Linked DNA regions of Arachis hypogaea: region 2 is linked to region 1. A link is a contact called in public Hi-C data. All regions are on one chromosome and are shown on one strand. Each heading gives the region's core, a stretch centred on a gene start, on an enhancer-like site or on the middle of the called end of the contact. The rest is flanking DNA. Distances are from core to core; before and after follow the strand shown.

Region 1 (7,177 bases), core at 1,473-3,972:
ATCATAAAAAATACTATCCTCATGCTCATACTCACATTCATCCATTATCTCGTCCTCTCCCATGAATGACATTTGCAAGGAAATAATCTGAAAATAAACAATACCGTAATAAAAATTAAGATCTGAGTACTAAGTACTATAAGACAAAATGTCTTCAGATAAAGTTCCAAAATTTAGACTTACAAATGAATAAATCAAACAACACCAAAATATGTATGTTATTTATTTTTTGCCTAATAAATTAAACACTACACAATGATAATTAGGCATAAAATATTAACAAAACTTAATAATAAGTTCGTATCAGTCTACATAACATTATTTTTACAGACAAAATTTTTTTATCAAATGACTAAAATTCACTATAGAAAAAGTCACATGTCTCAAACTCAAAGAAAAGCAATCAAACAAAAAAAAAAGGAGTACAAAATTTTGATTAAAAAAATGCAAAGTTTAAACAATTTTGGGTCCATTCAATTAACAAATTAACAATTTTAGCGATCATGAATAAATATTATATCATCACAATAGCTTACAACAATAATCACAATTAAAAATTATTTTAAGTTTTAACTTTTATTTACATACTAGTAGAATAAAATTCAACATCACAAATATGACAATATAATAACCACAAATCAATAGCAATATCACATTTAAAGTAGCATCAATTTGCAAGCAAGAAAAAATCTTAACATACATTATTAGTAAAATACTAACTAGTATCAACCAAGACAAATTGCCAAATCCCAAAATAAAATAAGTATAAAACGAGTAAATGGGTATTGCAATGCAAAAAATTTGATTTAACAATATTTAAAAATAAAAAAACAGACAGACGATTGAAAAATTATTACATTTTATTTAAATAAAAAAAGGTAACATTCAAATTTTTGCAGTGAATCAAAAGCAAGGTGAAACCATAGAGGATAGTATTTACCTATAGTAGTAATAGCACGCAGACGAAGCCACCTATGACGGGACAACAACGAAGGTCAGAAGAGGAACAAGCGCCGATTCACCAGGTCTTCGATATACAAAACGGCAGATATGGAACCCAAGTTTAAACCTATGACGGCGAGAAGTCGATCAGCAGTGTCTTGTCGAAACACTGGATGACCATGGAAGTATCACGACCAGAGAGGAAAGCGTGCCAGGTATTGTAGTGGCACAACAATGACCAGGGACTGGCGGCGTCCTGGAAGAGTTGCGTGCAATGACAGGCGGCGGCTTGGAACTCCTGACAGGGCGGCAGCGTTTTTGAACCTTGAGGTTATTGGGGAGGCAGCCCTATTTTCTGCTTCAGCATAGTGGCTGAAGAAGAAGTTGATTCACGGTCTAGATTTCTTGTTGTATCTGGGTCGGGTGGGTTTGGATTTTTTTCTTGGGCTTTGCCCATATCAAAAAAGAAAAATTGGTTAAAATAAAATTATTATTAATTATAATATTAATAATGTAAGGGAGTTTTAAAACTCCAAACAATACCGGAGTATTGTAACATCCACCTTCTTTCATCTTCTTAACCATTTATTTTCTTTACTCCACTTTCATACTCTTCTTTCATCTTTTTTGCCTTTTCATCTTCTTCACTCTTGCTTCTCCAGTTACGATACCAATAAGCATAGGAAAGAGACAAAAGAGAAAGAGAAAAAAGAAGAATAATAAGAAGGAATGACACCAGATTGGACGAACTTTTCTTCTTCTTTGTTGGTTGCGCAGCTGCAGAATGAAAGAGAAGATGAAGCTAGGATTTTGATAAAGGAAGGGCAAGCTCTAGTATTTACAAAATATATTAGGGATAAAGATAGGGACTGAAAGACAAAAACTGAAATAAGTCTCATGGGAAACAGAGATTGAAATAAGAATAAAATTTTAATTTAATTTGCATAAGGATAAAGTTGAAATTAATTAATTGAAATGAGGATATTTTAGATATAAAATATTATTAAAATTTCAATTTCTGTCGTAAAAAATTTCAGTCACTTGTGTCATCACTTTTTAGAAGTATTAAAATACTAAAATTTTGAAGACAGAGACTGAAATTTTAGTACCAGTCTTTGAACTAACAAACATAATACTAAATTCCAATTCTTCAGTTTTCGTTCTAATACCTCAAAACAAATACTACGTATATGTCTTAAGTGGAGGCTGATACAAAAATTTAACTAAAAAATATGTATAAAGATGTATATTTTGTTCCTGTTTCTTAACCAAACATATTATAAAATGTGATATTATCCTTCGTTTTGTTTTTATAGTGCATCCAAATACAGCCCAACCAATTACTAACGTAAATTTTTTTTTATAATTAATTGCTAAGATTTAGGATTTTATATAAGAAGCAAAATATATAAAAAAAAGTGTTACAATAAAATTTTAATTATGTTTTCTAACATCAGATATAATTTAATTAATAATATGTAATATTCATAATAGCTAATTCACTAATTATTACGGTCAAATTTAACAGTATCAAATTTAATTATAGAATAATATAAAACTCATTTAAAATTTGTCACAAAAATAAAAGGTTTTAGACAATAAGAATAGCTTAAATGACATTAGTCTTTCTGTTTAGACAATGAAAATAGTTCAAATGACATTAGTTTTTCTGTACTTAATTAAAAGGTTGCGAATTCGAGTATCTTATCTTTGGTAAAAAAAAAAAAAAAGAAATGAAAGGTTTTAAATGTTAAGGATATGATGACCAAAATATTTCTTTACCCTCCTCATTTTCATTTTCAACACCCCAGAATCTGAATGGCCACTCGCACACGCAGCAGCATGAAAAGTGAACAAGTGTCTACTGAAGATGTCGACATTGAAACTGAAAATGATAGTGAAGAAGAAGAAGAAGAAGAAGAAGAAGAAGAAGAAGGAGGAGGAGAAGGAAGAGGCTCTTCCAAAAGGCTCAGAAAAAATGAAGAACCTTCAATGTACGAGCACATTAGGGACCAAAGGATGAAGGAGAACCAAGAGCGAATGCAGATGCTTGGATTATTGAAACTCTCTCAAAAGCTCAAAACCCAACACCAAAACCCTCAACCCAGGCCCAAAAAAAACATTGATAATGCCTTACCGTCAAGGCGTTCTTCTAGGTTTTCTCATTGTTTTTACTGCTACTCTTTTTTCGCATTTTGTTCACTGATACCATGTTTGTGTGTCGTTTTGGTGAAGTGGAAGCTGAAAGATTCTCACTTTTTTCATGGATTTTGCTTCCGTGTAGTTAAAGTTCATTACTTTAATTTTTGTCACATTTTTAAATAGGGTATATGTCATTACAACGATAAAGCTATGGGAATTTTTAACATCGATTTAACTCTTATGGTTTTTGGATTTTCCAAAGATGTGGATAAAGCTATTCTTTTTAAAAAAGGAAATATATATTTCATGGATTTACAGAATAATGACCCTAGAACCAGTTAACTATGCTGAAAATAAAGAAAAGGATAGAGAAAAGCGAGATTCATCAAGTAAAGATAGCAAAGACAACATTGAGATTTTCATACCTGAAGGTGAAAACCCAGAATTTTACACTGAAGAGCAGGAGAAGCTTCTGGGAGATTCTGATACCATTTGGGAACTGGGTGTAGATGGATGTGATGTAGATGGGAGCCGTATGTATGATTCAATCAGGGGGGAGACATGCCATCAATGCAGGTAGTTTACTGGCTTATATTGATTATTACTTCATGTTGCTCTTTGATTTCCTTGACTGGTTTAATATTTTCTATTCCTACATGACATTATTTCATTCTGAAACTTTTGTTACAAGATAGAAGATACACATGCATGCATGCATGATGCATACTTACTTATATGTCGATAGGTTTATGTTTCCCTTGATTAGATACTGTTTGCAATGCCTGGTCCATTTGCCATAACTATCTTATAAGAGTAGATGTTCTATTTGAATTTTGATCGGAGCCATCATGGGTTATGCACTTATGATGCTGTTATATCAAAGCTTTATGCCGAGTCTGGCAGTTTAACTGTTTATTTCTGCCGCAATTAGTACTTGAATGCCTCTTATCATCTTAAATGTGTTTTGATAGAAGAACTCAGGTTCCACTTCCTCTTTGTGGTTCATGCATAAAGTTGTCACATCAAATCTTCCATGTAATACTTGTTTCCTTGTTTTGTTGCAGGCAGAAAACTCTTTGTCAGCACACAAATTGCAACAGATGTGAGTTATCTCAAGGGCAGCTTTGTGGAGATTGCTTGTACACAAGGTAACATTGCTTAAGCTGAGGTTCAGATTGAGCCGATTAGTTTTCTTATTGCTTCGATTTCAATACTTGAAAGAAAATGCTGCTTTTGCCATATCCTTGTGTTAGTCACTATTGTTCGGTTAAGGTTAATGCTAATTATTTTCTAGTGTTACTCTATAGATATGGTGAAAATTTGTTAGAAGCCATTGAGAATCCCAAATGGACTTGCCCTTCTTGTCGTGGAATCTGCAACTGCAGTCGGTGCCGTAAGGCAAATGGTTGGATGCCCACCGGTAATATATACCACAAGGTTAGTTACTGCACAATGTGCTCTTCCCTTCTGTGTTATTCTCTCTATTATAGAGGATGGAAATAATTGCAGGTGATAATAGCTATTGATTTCAGAATCTTCTTAAGTGGTGCCATCTTCACTTTGTTTCATCTTATTGTTTTGGAAATAATTGGTGGTATGATAAGGTGTCAAAACTGGGTTTCAAATCGGTGGCACATTATCTGATACAAACACGCCGCACTGACAAAAGCTTGGAGGAAGGCTCAGGTGCTGAAAATGTTGCTGAAGAAATACCTCAGATCCCTGCGGACACAAACCAGAATAGAGCAATTCGCACCAGAAGAGGCTTGAGGAGATCATAATGATGCAAAGGGCGTCAAAAGAACAGAGTGGGAAAAAGATTGGCATATACGCAGGTACTTGAAGACAGACATTTTTGTTTTTTGAGAATGATGAAAGATGTAGTTCTCTTGGTGTTTGTTTGAGATGGATACAGGCTTAGCAATCTGACTAAAGAATATAGCCAATTTACCATTACTATATTGACGATGTTCTTAAGATGGTTATCAAAAGTTGTAGCAATTGGTGTTTGGCTGTGGGTTGTGGTTATGTGGTATAGTTGTGGTTTTGTTGAAGAATGTTATCAATTTTAGCCTCGGATTAAGGATTGCAACTTTGCTTCTTCGATAGTATTAACACAAAGATGAGTGATATCTACTATCTACTACTATTATATATTACAAAAGGAGTCAATAGGAGTAACATCCATGGTTTTGAAAACCAAACCGGACCAGCTGGTTCAATTGAGACCAGGAACCGATCTCCTAGCTAATTCGGTTGAAGTGAAAAACCACCAGGGAAAAAATCAGAATGAACCGGCAGCTAACTCGTGAACTGATTGAACTCGGGCGATTTTTTAAAAAGATTCAGTTTTTAATTTAATTAAAAAAAAAACAAAAACAACCTCTCCCCTCCCCCCTCTTTCCCTCTCACAAACAAAACCTACCCTAAACTAAACCCTATCAGAGGCTCAGAATTGCAATAGGCCCCACCACTCCTCTCCTCGACTGGGGGTACCATTGCTGCCGGCATTGTGATAAATAGAGGGTATTGTCTCTCTGCCGAATGTCTTTGCCACTCGCCTTGTTCTCCTTGCCATGAAACCTTTGCTCGAAGATCTTTTCTTGCCGTCACGAATTGTTCCTGCTCGGCCGTCTTCTCGTCTATGCAAACTCTGTCCCCAGCGTCACTGTCTTCAAGCACTTTGTTACTATCGTGTTCCTTCGAGCTCACTTTGTTACCGTCGTTCCTCCCTTGCCTCCTCATCCTCGATGGCTCTGATTTGGTTGATTGTGCTCGCACCAATCAGGTATATGTCCTTATTTCTCAGGTCACATGCTCTGATCTGTTATTAATATTCTATTTTGGTTTGTCCTAATTGGTAATGCTTCTTCGTAATTGTATTTGCACGTGTTTATGTTTGTTAACGAATTTCTAGAGTTTGAGTTTCAATTCAGTTCTAGTATGATAGGATACAGATATTAATTAATATATTAGGAATTAGTGTGGCCTAAGAAATACCATGTTTGAGTTATTTGAAGTAATTAATTCTTTGGTGAATGGAATTTCAATTGTGGCCTCGTATATGACTATTAAGAGAGGTGAAATATTTCTGATGCTATGTGTTCATATCCTGACCCAATAAATAAAAGTCAGGCCCAACAAATACAAAATATCCATATAAAAAAGATGGCCTACAGCAGCATACCCGACCTCTTAAAAGAGGACGGACACCCACATAAGGGAGCTAGGCTATCTTGCTCAAACAGGTAGGTTTCTCCAGGAATCTCGACTGGAATCTTTATCTTCTGTGATAAGATAAGTCCTAACAAACTCTCAAGATAAAAGGAACAGTTATTCATCAGAAAAGATTGAACTACTCTAAAAAAAATGGTTATTGACTCTACTATAAATACACTGAAGCATCAGAATCACTTGCAGGTATCACTTCCTACCTCCTCATGAAGAACTCGGACAGGCAACACCTGGGTACCAAAGAGGTTGGACGCTGCCATACCAAGGGATCTGGACAAACACTATTTCAGGTAACCCTCAAAACATTAGCGCCGTTGCGGGGACTTAGAATTCACCATCTGACAATGGCGAAATACCAACATGAAGATGGCCACACGGCATCTAAATCTGAGCTAGAACTCAGCCAGAAGGCCAGGCCATCGTGCTTCCTCTTCCACCATAACACCCTCAAGGGCTTTACGGGAAAGGAACTTCGGGAAATCCCCACCCAAGGAGGATCCATTCTGAAATCCACCATCCCGAGAATGAGGACTGCCCTTATACAACCAAGATCCTGGACCTAGTTCATGGCCAGGGGGATCGACTAGAACAGCTCGAACACGAGGTTGAACGACAAAGAAAAGCAGAACGAGAGTTACAAAGAGAGGTGAGATGACAAAAGGAGCTAGAACAAAAGCTTCGGAAGCTGGAAGTTGATCTACGAAATAGGAATGACCGGCGGATCGTGATGAAAACCCCTTGAGAGGAAAAGATCCGTTCACAGAAGAGATCACGAGGGCCAAAGTTCCCAGGAATTTCAAATCCCCCGACATGGATCTCTATGACGGAACATCTAACCCAAGCCACCACCTCAATAACT
Region 2 (7,177 bases), core at 2,465-4,964, 110 kb before region 1:
TAGTATAAAAAAATATTTCAAATTTAATATTATGAAGAAAAATTAAAAAAAATTATATAAGGACGAGTTTGACTAATTTTTAAAATTTGAGGGATAAAAATAACTTACGTCTAGACTGTCAATGACTATTTTGACTATAAAAAACTTTTTCACATATGCCACGTGTCATCATCCAACTGACGGAATGACTAATTTGACTTATATTTTATTTTTCAGGGACTAATTTGATTAAAAAAAAAATTATCCGGGGACGAAAATAAAAATCGCGTGATCTTTCATAGACGAATTTGAGTATTAACCCTTTCTTATCGTTTATTCTTCATTCGTATTTTCTTATCAGTGTGGCTTCGTTCCTGTTTTTATTTGTGGCGGATTCTTCTCCGTTATGTATATGTTCAGTTTCGATAGAGGCCAGGTATAATGTTCTTCTTCCCATCAATTTCTTATTCTTTCAATTGATAATGAGTTGAGAAAATTGCTTAATTTTTTTTTTATGCTGAGAAAATCAAAGCTTGGTGACATTGAATGAGTATTGATTCAGTCATATTGCTAAATATGTATGTATGTATGTCTTGTATACGAAAAAGATGCTTTCCTTTAAAGAAATGAATGGCGTTCTTATTTCATTCCTTTGAGAGATAATTATGAAGAATCCTCGTTAAAAAACATTACAAAAGCGAAGTGAAGAAGCGTAGGATGTTTGGATTTGGGATTATAGTTGTTAGAATCGAATCCTTAATCAAATCGATTAAGTTATTGGGTCATTGAGTCACTGATTCAACCGGTGAGTCACGGGTTGAACCGATCGATCCGATCCTACGTAAATAAAAATTTAAAATAGTCAAAAATTTAAAATTAAAACTTAAAATACATATTTTTACTAACATTTTAAAAATAATCAAGCTATTCTAAAACAATATCGAACAAGAACAATAAGTATTTTATTATTTTTACTTTATCATAAGTATTTTTATTTGTTTTTATATTAAAATAACTATTATTTTTAAATTTTAATAATTTATTAATTAGTTTATACCTATTATATTATTATATATTATAAGTATTTATTAAAAAAATAATATTAATAGATATCATATAATTGTGAAAAGAAAAAATAAGTAAATTTATAATTATTGTTAAATAAAAATACAATTAATTTAAGAATGAGTGAGTTTATAGCTAAACTAATAATAAAATATGTACTTAGGATATCATATAAAAATGACATATATACTTTAAAAAGCATTAAAAATAACCAAAACGAGATTAGCCTAGTGGTTATTAGGTTGGTCGTTATGCTAGAAGATTCGGATTTTTTATTTAAATAAATTAAATAAATATTTTATTTATTGAAATAAATAATTATAAAAATTATTATGGAAGCATTGTTATCAGAATTGGATCGAATTGGTCGGTTCGACCGGAAAACCGGTAAAAATATGCATATTGAAAAAATAGAATTAAAATGAGTGGATACAAGATATTGAAAATTTTAAATTTAAAAAAATGAGAAAAAATTGGTGAAGGAATTAGTTTAGTGCACGGCATTCAATTTTAGGGACTAAAATGAGTCACTTAATGTAAAGTGAGGGACTAATTTAGTGCATCTACAATGATGACATAATGGACGACACGTGGTCGAATACTGTTGTAACACGTGGCACAACCATCCACATCAGCATGCCACGTGTCACTGGTCACCACATCATCATACCATTACACGTGGCTAAACCATGGAGTGACACGTGTCACTAACAGCCCACATCATCAAGTCATGTCATCACGTCGTTAATGAAAAATAGGTCAGGGACTAACGTGGTGCACTTTTGTCAGTTTTAGAGACGTAATTGGTGCAATTGGAGTCTCAGGGATGATTTTAATGCACGACGTCAATCTCAGGGACTATTTTAGAGTTTAATTCAAAATATACAAAGTAAACTTTAGGTATAGATATATTTTTTTGTTTTCCATGGTACTTTACAGGTTAAGAATTAACCCGTCGTAGATCTAAACTCTATTTAAGAGTTTATCACGAGATAATGAGTTGTTATATACACGAGGCGAAATTTGAACTCAAAGTAGATGACTGAGTTAATCACTCGCCTATCTCAAGTTGGTTTAGATATATTTAAACTTTAAATTAGAACCATCTATATGTATTGAAAAAACTAGAACTACACATGCAAATGTCTGTACACACACTTATTATAATATTTAAAATGATGAAAAGATAATTTCACACATATTATAATATTTAAAATAATGAAAATATCATTTATAATATTTTTTTTTATATTTTTGATATGATTAAATATTATTTTTTTATATGTTTTTCAAAAATTATTTAGTTATTCATTATCTCGTATTCAATTGTGAAATCTACTTATTATAGTATTTATGGTATAAATAAATTTTTTAACTAAAGTAATAATTACTATATTCAAGACCATTTTAATAAAGAATATTAATACAGTATATTAATATATAGATAATATATTTTTATCCTAAATAATTTTCTAAAAAATTACTAATAATTTTGATTGTATTTAATTAGAAAATTAAGTTTTAATTTAATTATCAACTAATTAGCTAGTATCAAGAAGTTAATTATTACTATTTTTATAAGTTGGTTTATTTATTTATTTTTAATTTTTATACTAAATCAAATTTAATAAAATAATTATTATTATATGTTAAATTTAACAAAATATTTTTTAATATAAAACACAAAAAAATAGTTTATATTTTATGTTGGGAGAAAATATAATATAATAAAGAGATAAATATATACATCAATATATAATTATTAATATTTTTTTTTAAAATCTTTGTGGGAGCAAATGCCCCCTCTTCTTTATACTTGGGTCCGTCCCTCGCTATAACACTGCGACTGCGATTGCCAGTTCGGTCATATGACAACAAATCTGTCGAAGTGCATGAATGCAGTTTTCAAGGGTACACGATACTTGCTGATTTCTATCATCATGTGCATCACGTACGAGAAGTTGCAGATGTTGTTCGTCACGAAGGGCAGGGAGGCACAGTCATAATCGACAGCTGGAAATTCCTTCTCCTAAAGGCTTATGAAAGCCATTGAGAAGAACAGAGAAGGCATCCCGAAGATGCGTGTTACTCATTGTGATTGACGGGCTTCCGTGTTTATTGTGGAGGAGTTAGAGCCGTTCGAGGGTTGATCGTAAGGTTCCTTCCGAGTTTGGTTAGTGGTGCGTACGTGTGACTGTGGCCTCTTTCAGTCACTCCACTACCCAAGACAACCCACGGCACCGCTCAAAGTCCTGAAGCAATGGCAGCCACCGCAGATGGACCAAGTTGTTTGACTTGTCCATCATTAGGTACCCCTCGATCAGTAACAAGATGTAACACCTCGCATATTGTCAGAGTGTCTCCGGGTCGTTCATCTATGGCATATGGCGGACACGGTCCCGCAGCCATGTAAGCTTCAGCTAGAACGACTCCTTCCTCTATGCCCCCTGCTGTGGAACCACCGGAGGTTTGGCACCGAGCAGCTGCTCCACCAACTCCCATGTCTCCATGCCGTACCACCTGTAGAAACCACGGAAGCACCCCCAACTGGCTCCCCATGTGCGTGTAGCCCAAGGTGGTACGCCACGTCCTACAGGGTGATAGTGACCTCACCCCACGATAGATGGAACATGTGGATCTCCGGACGCCATCGCTCCATGAATACCGTGATCAAGGAGTTGTTGAATACGAAATCCCTGAGAGGAATCATGTCGCCGAATCCAGCCTCCCTCAGATACGGGACGATGGCGTTGGGTGGTGGAAGCGTGTGGCTCACTCGCCGGGGCAGAAGTAAGCGAGGCCTCTGACATAAAAAAAATATTTCACAATTATTGCTTATAAAAAATTTGTATAGGTCTATCAATATATCAAACTGGCTTAACTATTCTATACATTTGCTTAACAGAATTTTACACGTATGTACTAACTTAATTTATGTCGACACGATATTTTCCATTAATATGTACTTACTTAACTAATACACATTTTCTCAATACGTTACGTGAAATTAAAACATTCAATAAAATAATTAATAATCTAATTATCAAACTTTAACTTAATAATCTAATTATCAAACTTGAATAGTTAATAACTAAATTAATAAATTAAGAAACGTGTGACCAATAAACTAACCCTAACGGTTGGAAAACATCTACCCCAGCATTTAAACTCTAAATTAATAATTATGTAGTTAACAACTTAATTACCAAAAACTCATAACCGCATTCCTAGAATTATTAGTTACTATCAGTGACCTGTTCCTAATGATACAAATTGTATTCTTGTTCTTAAGAAGTATCCTAACCATGGCTATACATATATGAGATTACATAAACATCAAGATAATGAAACTAACCTCAAAGTCCGCTGCCCGGCGTAGTGCCATGTTGCGTTCAGCCTGTTGATGTCCCGATCACGTGCATCTACGCACGTCATCTTTGTCTAACTCGATAATATAGTCAGAAAGGGGTAGAAGAGACGAGAAAGTGGTGGAAAGGTTAGAACTGGAGCCCAGAACCTCGTTGTAAACGACATTTATATATAGGCATCTCTAACCTTATCTCGTCAGTCTTATCTTGTTTACACTATAAACGAGATATGACTGAGGGATGTATTTTCGTAATAATTTTTATAATTATTTATTTCAGTAAATAAAATATTTATTTAATTTATTAAATAAAAATCCTAAAAGACCCAAGTTCAACTTCCTTCCATTGAAATATTTTAAAATTTTCTCAAACCCAATGCCTATTGACTGTTGACCGTGTAGGTTGACTCGTTGACTGGTTCGGTTGAGTGTCGTTTTGGCCGGTTTATGCCAGTTTTATCAGTTCTTACCAGTTTAATCTGGTTTATTTTCTTAAACAGTTAGAACATTAAACCAAACCAAACCAAATTAGTGTTTGGTTCACCAATTTTTCAGTCAAATCGACCGGTCTAGTCTGATTTTGATAACTATGCTTGGGACCATTGTTGTGCTTTGGTGGTTTAGGCTCGAGTCTTTATCCCCTTTTTTTTTTATACAATGCATGCAATTAAATTCCAATTGAAATTTGAGCTTTAGTTGAGTAATTAGAGTTGACCTCTGCTTGGTACAGTTCTGACATTTTAAACATATTGTCCAATTCAAAGGGAAGGAATCAAACTTTTTCCTTTTTTAACGATGTTGACACATCAAGCTATTTTCTTGTCCTGATTATTTGTTTTATTTATTGTATAACATACATGAGATGTGAATTTGGTGCAGGTCATTCTTTCTCTAAGAGGTAAGATTCTGAATATTGAAAGGAGGACGAAGCTGCAATGTACAAAAATGAAGAGATCCAAAATCTAATTCCTGGTCTTGGCCTTGGAGTGAAAGGTTAAAACTTTCTTGTTTCCTTCATTTATTGTTGAATTTGACAATTTGTGAGCCAAATTATTTTATTCTTATATCAAAGTTCTGCCATTTCAGATGAAAATGGCTCCAAGAATACATATAGAACAAGCTTGGCAAAAACAAATAATAAATCTACAAGTTGTGAGGAAGAAGTGCTAGTATTTGTTGTTGGCTCTTGGGATATCATAGACTTTGATTGCTGTATATTTTTTTTATCTTGCAAGACAATGTATTTATATAATGAAGTATGACAACTAATAGCATAAGAGTTATATGTATAGTTTTACTTAATACACAATTATTTTTGTTTTGCACAATTGTTCAAGTGCATGATTGTACAGTTTAAGATAATAATTACAGAAATTAACAAAGAGAATACAGAATTTGATTATAAATATGTGGAAACATATAATTTTAGGGCAAAATTACACAATACAATTAAAATTCAGCTAATGCATACTTTAGGTGTAGAAAATTAACAGAAAGAATACAGAAATTGATCACATTTTTGTAGAAGTACAGAATTTTAGGTACAAAATTATACAATTCAACTAAAATTAAACTGATGCTTAACGTAGGTACATAATAACCAAAAATCAACATACCAAATGCAGAATTTGATTGCAATTTAAATTGCACATAATTTTAAGAAAAAATTGAACAATAGAATTAAAATACATCTGATGCATAACTTAGGTGCATAAACAAGAAAATCAACATAGAGAATCACACAACATAACTAAAATTCAATTCATGCATAATTTAGGTACAATATAGCTAGTGTACTTCACTTGTATAACATAAGAAATATTAAGAAAACGCTGAGAAGTCTAGAATTAGTTGATTACAAAGTGAGTGAATATTTCATAACAATTACTTAAACCCTTGTAAATTTTAGTCAAATATCCTAGTAAGTTTAGCAATAAACTCTAACAAATTAACAACTAAGACCACGAACTACACCAATAATCGCTAAAAGTTCTCCATTATATCTCGTCCGAATGCCATCATTTCCTCGTCTAAACCCCAAAAGGTTGCCTTCAATTCTGGATTCTGCACAAATTTCTTTACAACTTGCACGATTTTCATTATGTCAAAGCCAAGACTCTTTAATGTTGGGTCCAGATTCACTCGGTCATTTACCATTGGCTAGTACTTGCACATGTTTTTCTTGATCTTTAACTGCAACTTTAAAAGTTTCAACTAAGTTTGATAGGATTGTAGCATTATTGCTTTTCTTAGCCACTCTGAAAACTTAGACTTACTCCAAGTACAAGACTCATTTCTACATAAATAACTCCATGCATCTTTGTTGATTCTCTTTATCCTTGCCATACCAGCCTCAAATTCCTTGTCTATTAAAGCCTTAGCACCTTTCCAGTATGCACCCTTCAACTCCTTATCTTTCCATCTCTTGGTTAAATTATTCCACAAATGTATAGTGCAAAATTTGTGCTTTACCCCCGACATTACCTCTTGTAAAGCCGGAATAAGACCATGTGATCAGTCAAATAATACTTTAGTATACACTTTAAGAACCAATTAACAAATTAGATAAATAAATTATTCCACAATGATAATGTTACTAAAGACATTTACCTTTTGTTGATCGGTCATAAAATTCCAGCCATGATCATTATAATTTCCAATGTCATCATGAAGTAGTTCTAGAAATCACTTCTAATCGTCCTTAGTTTCTGAAGCCACTATTGCATATGCAGTGGAAAACAGCTGGTTGTTTGCATCCTCAACAAC

Evidence for each region. Hi-C and Micro-C count contacts between places; a contact is called where the count stands out from the background.
Region 2: a Hi-C map of leaf shows a contact between it and region 1, with 2.7 times the contacts expected there. The contact joins the enhancer-like site here to the promoter of LOC112784230 in region 1. A contact is called at or near these places in 5 of 8 Hi-C or Micro-C datasets (leaf and an unstated tissue).

What each region holds. Positions count from the first base shown.
Region 1 is chr20:43,277,219-43,284,395 of arahy.Tifrunner.gnm2.J5K5, reverse strand. LOC112784230 reads left to right here and starts at 2,722. Exons shown (of 5, transcript XM_025827372.3): 1 at 2,722-3,098; 2 at 3,403-3,660; 3 at 4,149-4,232; 4 at 4,392-4,521; 5 at 4,594-5,185. The coding sequence starts at 2,761. The coding sequence ends at 4,728. LOC140182637 (a long non-coding RNA gene) reads left to right here and starts at 5,736. Exons shown (of 3, transcript XR_011878612.1): 1 at 5,736-5,872; 2 at 6,505-6,608.
Region 2 is chr20:43,387,043-43,394,219 of arahy.Tifrunner.gnm2.J5K5, reverse strand. No RefSeq gene overlaps it. Among protein-coding and RNA genes, the nearest start is that of LOC112782600, 15 kb to the left of the region's middle. Within about 2 kb of position 3,714, at least 1 of the 3 cell types and tissues checked has open chromatin away from gene starts, as enhancers often do.